Regions from separate parts of the Zea mays genome. Here region 2 is linked to region 1. The links are chromatin contacts, called in public Hi-C maps. All regions are on one chromosome and are shown on one strand. The core of a region is the stretch at or near the end of the contact, and the rest is flanking DNA. Distances in the headings are between cores, read along the strand shown.

Region 1 (3,271 bases), core at 736-3,235:
CAATTATGCACTTATATACTTGCTTTGGTTTGTGTTGGCATCAATCACCAAAAAAGGGGAGATTGAAAGGGAATTAGGCTTACACATATTTCCTAATTGAATTTGGTGGTTGAATTGCCCAACACAAATAACTGGACTAACTAGTTTGCTCTAGTCTATAAGTTATACATGTGCCAAAGGTTCACAAAAAGCCAATAAAAAGACCAAGAAAAGGGTTCAACAAAAAGAGCAAGGGATATCCGAAGTGTGCTCTGGTCTGGCACACCGGACTGTGTCTGGTGCACCAGAGGACTCCAAGCTAAACCTCGCACCTTCGGGAATTCTCAGAGGCGCTTCACTATAATTCACCGGACTGTCCGGTGTACCACCAGACAGTGTCCGGTGTACCACCAGACAGTGTCCGGTGCCCCAGGGGAGAGCGACTCTGAACTCGCCAGCTTCGGATTTCCGCTCCGCTAAAATTAACCGGATATGTCCGGTGCACACCGGACCAACGGTCGACTGCAACACATTAAATGCGCGCCTGCGCGCGCAGAGGAGCAGAGCACGTGCGGGTGGCACACCGGACAGTCTACAGGACTTGTCCGGTGCGCCACCGGACAGCCAGGCAGGCCCACAAGACAGAGCTCCAACGGTCGGAACCCAACGGCCTGGTGACGTGGCTGGCGCACCGGACAGTGTCCGATGGCGCACCGGACTGTCCGGTGCGCCCGTCGACTGCAGCCTTCACCAAACGGCTAGTTTGGTGGTTAACCCCAACCACCCCACATTCAAAATATCCAAGTTTTCCACCTTCCAACTACTTACAAGAGCTCTAGCATTCAATTCTTGACACACTCAAAGTGATCAAATCCTCTCCCAATTCCACACAAAGCTTTAGTGATTAGTGAGAGAGATTTGTTGTGTTCTTTTGAGCTCTTGCGTTTGGATTGCTTCTTTCTTTCATTCTTTCTTGCGAACAACTCAATTGTAACCGAGACAAGATACACCAATTGTGTGGTGGTCCTTGCGGGGAAGTTTGTTCCCGTTTGATTGAGAAGAAGAAGCTCACTCGGTCCGAGGGACCGTTTGAGAGAGGGAAAGGGTTGAAAGAGACCCGGTCTTTGTGACCACCTCAACGGGGAGTAGGTTTGCGAGAACCGAACCTCGGTAAAACAAATCCACATGTCACTCTTTATTCGCTTGCGATTTGTTTTGCAACCTCTCTCTCGGACTCATTTATATTTCTAACGCTAACCCGACTTGTAGTTGTGATTAACTTTGTAAATTTCAGTTTCGCCCTATTCCCCCCCTCTAGGCGACTTTCAGTTTTATATATGTGTCTATATTCATCATCATATATTTGAATATAGACATAAAAAACAAGAGCTAAAACAGATACTTCTTCCGTCTCAAAATAGTAGTTGTCGTAGCTCTTGTTTTTTATGTCTATATTCATATGATCGATGATAAATCTAGACACATATATAAAACACATGCACCACTATTTTTCTAAATCGAATTTTATTTTAAGAAAGAGGGAGTACTATTTTGCCATGGAGTGAGTATAAATCTTAGACAATCTCTCTATTATTGGCTTCCTATAGTTGCGAAGGACTGAGAGCCAAACCAATCAAATTTCTTTTAGATGCAACATTTTGTTATCGAATGTTTTTGTGTTCTCATTCTTTGTACCTCGCCAACTCACCTCATTCTTGTACACCCTCGCCAATGGTGCCCCTGGGCCCTGGCTTTTCTCTGTTAGAGGAGAATGTCGTGGGCTGGAATTACTGAAATGAAAAAAAAGGTCCAGTCCATCTTGTTGGGCCAACACGGGCTTCACGAGCCACGCTCGGTGGAAGGTTCTAGTAACCACCAGTGTCACTACTCAGGACCGTCCGATTGGAAACTAGCAGTCGGATGAAGCTTCGTTCGTAGCCCTTATATGCGCTGCGCTTCTAGACGCGATTCGAAGCATCCAGGCATCCAGCAAATCCAGCGGGTCCGTACTCATCTGCTTCACCTCCGGGCTCCGGCTACGGCGGCACTCTTCTCTGGCAACCGGTAAACCTCCTCTCCCTTTCTTTTCTATGGTGCGGTGCATTCAAGATGTCCGGATGTACGTGCGCATCGGGTTTGGGATCGGATTGCGCCTGCTGCGACATAGGGAGTATACCGTGCTCTTTTGTTTCCCCATGGATTGATACTTTCTCTGTCGATTCTTATCAGGTCGGAAGATGTTGGATCTTCCGCTTCAAATCGACGCATAAAGGATGCAGATTAGTTTTGTTCGCGTCAAATTTATTTTGCTCGGTGTAGTTCTGTCCATTAATTAATTATTTGTACTGGATTTAAGGTGCTGCTATTTTGAAGGTTTTTTCTCCCGGAAATTTTCACATCCCGAAACGACTGGAAATTGAAGTAGCCATTTGATGCTGTTACCTGGGTTCATAAGTTGTTAGACTTGTTGTTATTTGTTTGTTAATCCTATAGCTATTGCATATTGTGTGCCTGATCAGGACCACAGAAACCTCTAGGCGACGAATCGAGCAGGTAGAGGAGTAATCAGGCATCCATGGCTGAGCATCTTGCGTCCATCTTTGGCACGGAGAAGGACCGCGTGAACTGCCCCTTCTACTTCAAGATCGGCGCATGCCGCCACGGCGACCGGTGCTCCCGCCTGCACAACAAGCCTTCCATCTCCCCGACGCTGCTGCTCTGCAACATGTACCAGCGGCCGGACATGATCACCCCGGGCGTGGACGCGCAGGGCAACCCCATCGACCCGGAGCGGATCCAGGAGGACTTCGAGGACTTCTACGAGGACATCTTCGTGGAGCTGAGCAAGCACGGCGAGATCGAGAGCCTCCACGTCTGCGACAACCTCGCGGACCACATGATCGGGAACGTGTACGTGGAGTTCCGCGAGGAGGAGCAGGCGGCCCGCGCCCTGCAGGCGCTGCAGGGCCGCTACTACTCGGGCCGACCCATCATCGCCGAGTTCTCGCCGGTGACGGACTTCCGGGAGGCCACCTGCCGCCAGTTCGAGGAGCACAGCTGCAACCGCGGCGGATACTGCAACTTTATGCACGTCAAGCAGGTCGGCCGGGACCTGCGGCGGAAGCTGTTTGGCCACCTGCATCGCTCCCTCCGGAGCCACAGCCGAGGCAGCCGCAGCCCGAGCCCATACCGCCGCCGCGGTAGCTCGTCCAGGTCCAGGGACCGCGACGATTACCACGACTACTACTACCACTACTACCGTAGTGGCAGTGGCAGCCGCAGGAGCAGCGAG
Region 2 (2,808 bases), core at 239-2,738, 370 kb after region 1:
ACAAGTACTCCCTCTGTTTTAGGCCCTTTGTTGTCCATATTCAAATTGATAACAATGAACCTAGAACGAATACTATTTTGGGTACAGTCGAAGGCAATAAGTAAAATTACCATGCGAGTAATTATCCAACCAGTGGATATTTGAAACTAGCAGGAATATATAAAAGCCACCTTTTATAATGTAGACGAGGAGTTCGCTGCTGGCATTGATCAGCGGCTGCAGGAGTGGGCCTAAAACGATACAAGGGCAGACCGTGACAACAATCAGCCCGTTCTTCTCTCCATACTCCACTGCAGTTTCTTCAGCAATCGTCTTGGCAGCACAGTACCAGTTCTGCAAGAACAGCTAGTTAGGCCTAACATAGTCCTCCCTGGCAGCATCAGTTGGAAACAAGAACTGGTAATGAATGGTAAAAAAGCTAGGTGAAGTCATATTAACAGCCAGAAGAATTGACGGGACTGGAATTGCATCGCTAACCTCGTTCTTAATGCATAAATCTCTGTCTGACCAGCAACTCTCGTCTTTGGTTCTACCTTGGGGCCAGCTCGGGTTAAAGTAAACGGCAGCCGTGGACGAAACCACGACAACTTTCTGAACGTTGTTTGCCGAGCAGGCCTGGAGGACGTTCAGAGTGCCCTTGACAGCAGGAGACAGCACCTCGGACTGCATGGGTTTGTTTCACTCGGCATATGGTTAAGCAGCAAAAACGTCCATAAAACTATTGAGCAATAGATTTAAGAGGAGAGCAGTAGCTAGGTGCCAATGTCAATCCGACGATTATCCGAGGAGATTGGACCGGGACTTGCCTCGGGATCGAGGACTTTGTCCGCGGGCACAGGGGAGGCGACGTGGAAGACGCCCTCGCACGCGACGACCGCGGTCGCCAGGGCGTCGCGGTCGAGCACGTCGGCCTTGAACAGGCGCAACCTCTCCCGGGCCCCGTCCAGCTGTTGCAGGTGGGCGTTCTTGGGATCACCTTGAAGCAGAGAGCCGGCCGACATGCATGAGTCCCCCGGCCCCAACTCCCAGCGCGTGTTCACGCAGACGCAAACGCAGAAGCAGCTGGAGAGCGGCATGGGGTGTGCATGCTTGTTACTTACTTGGGTCGCGGACAGTGGCGTGCACGGCGTAGCCGCGGGAGAGCAGGAGCTTGACGAGCCATGAGGCGACGTACCCGCCGCCACCGGTTACGCATACGCGTGGTGGCGGCGGCGACGCCATCCCGCTGCAGTGCAGGGCCTCACTGAAGCTTCCTCCTCCGGTCCTCCTCTTCGTCCGTATATACCCGCCACGGCTTGTCCGTATATTGCCAGTTGCCACTTGCTTGCAACCCAGCACCAGCAGCATAGTATATAGTATATACACAAGACGGAAATCGACAAGAAGAAGAACACGCAGAAAGAGCCGGCCGCGAAGGATGCAAACGACCAAAAATGCACATTCAACTCTGCAGGTCAGCTGAAAGTCGTCGCACGCTCCCCTTTTCGTGTGTTTGGAGTTTGGACATCTTCTGAGCTGAGGGTTGTTTTGTTTTCACAGGGTTGGGTCATCAAAAGAGAGAATTTTTTTTTCCGTAAATGCAGGTTCATCCTATTCCACTGAAATGAATAAACCATCCAACAGACTTTTCGCCGACGATTGAATCTTCGACGAGGATTAATCGATCACGTACTCTCAAGAACACGATCAATACCCTGTAATTTTTCTCTTTGTATTAGTTACCTACTTATATACATCTTGGGTATTCTGGAAGACTGCGATTCACGTACACGGTTCAGAAGTCAGAACAACACCAACACGGTGTCAATTGGAAGAGATCACGGGTAAATATAAGCTCTATAGTGGCGGTCGTAAACCTATTTACAGTGACGTTTTTCGTAACCGCCAGTGTTAGAGGCTAGTAGAAATCACCATTTTTACAGGCGGGTAACTGAGAACCGCCAGTAAAAATCGATTTTCACTGGCGGTCGGCGTAATAAAACCGCCAGTGAAAATCGTTTCCAGGAAACATAAAACAGATTCTAAAAATAACAAAAAAATATTTTTATTAGGAGACTTCGCGGCACACCCCTGTCCATCTCCAACTCTCCATTTAAGTCGTAAGTCGTGGAATTTTTCGTGCACTACACACGGTTGCTACTTGCTAGGAATCGAACCTCTGCCCTCAGCCTCACGCGTACCCTCCTCTACCACTCCGATTATGGCATGATTTGTGTCTAGTGTGTAGTTTTGTTGCCCACATATTACAATCAACTGAGTGTAAATTGCTTGTTTGAGACCATAAACAAATTCAAATAAAATAGTTGTCAACTACAAAGTTGAATAATTTTTAAAGTTCTAAAACTTTCATTTTGACACTTTTTTCATCCGAAGTCGTTTGCAAAATTTGAATTTTAAATTTGACAAATTTAGATACAATTTTTGAGAGCCAAAATGATTTCAAATTAAAAAGTTATCAACTACAAAGTTTTATAATTTTTAGAGATCTACAACTTTTATTTTGATGGTTTCATCATACGAGGTCGTTTGAAAAACTCAAAAAATTAAGGATAAAAATGATTTTTAGTGACAGTTCCTTAAGAAAACCGCCACTATAAATCATATATTTCTGCAGACGGTTTTTATAAGGAACCGCCTCTAGAAATACGATTTCTAGTGGCGGTTTTCTTAAGAAACCGCTACTAAAAATAGTATAAACGATTGATAATCGAATCCGTCTATAAAAATATACCGTATCGCAGGCTTTGAGTCTTTTTCTACTGGTGGATTGGACCGGAACTTTCCTCACGATTGAGGACCTTATCTACG

The links. A called contact is a pair of places that touch in the nucleus more often than the background predicts.
Region 2: a Hi-C map of ear shows a contact between it and region 1, with 2.5 times the contacts expected there. The contact joins the promoter of LOC103632940 here to the promoter of LOC100272749 in region 1. A contact is called at or near these places in 2 of 25 Hi-C or Micro-C datasets (bundle sheath and ear).

Annotation. Positions count from the first base shown.
Region 1 is chr7:138,890,580-138,893,850 of Zm-B73-REFERENCE-NAM-5.0, forward strand. LOC100272749 reads left to right here and starts at 1,986. Exons shown (of 1, transcript NM_001147202.1): 1 at 1,986-3,271. The coding sequence starts at 2,555.
Region 2 is chr7:139,257,892-139,260,699 of Zm-B73-REFERENCE-NAM-5.0, forward strand. It overlaps LOC103632940 (cinnamoyl-CoA reductase 2), which reads right to left and starts at 1,489. Exons shown (of 6, transcript XM_008654648.3): 1 at 1,101-1,489; 2 at 807-976; 3 at 478-663; 4 at 171-333. The coding sequence starts at 1,347.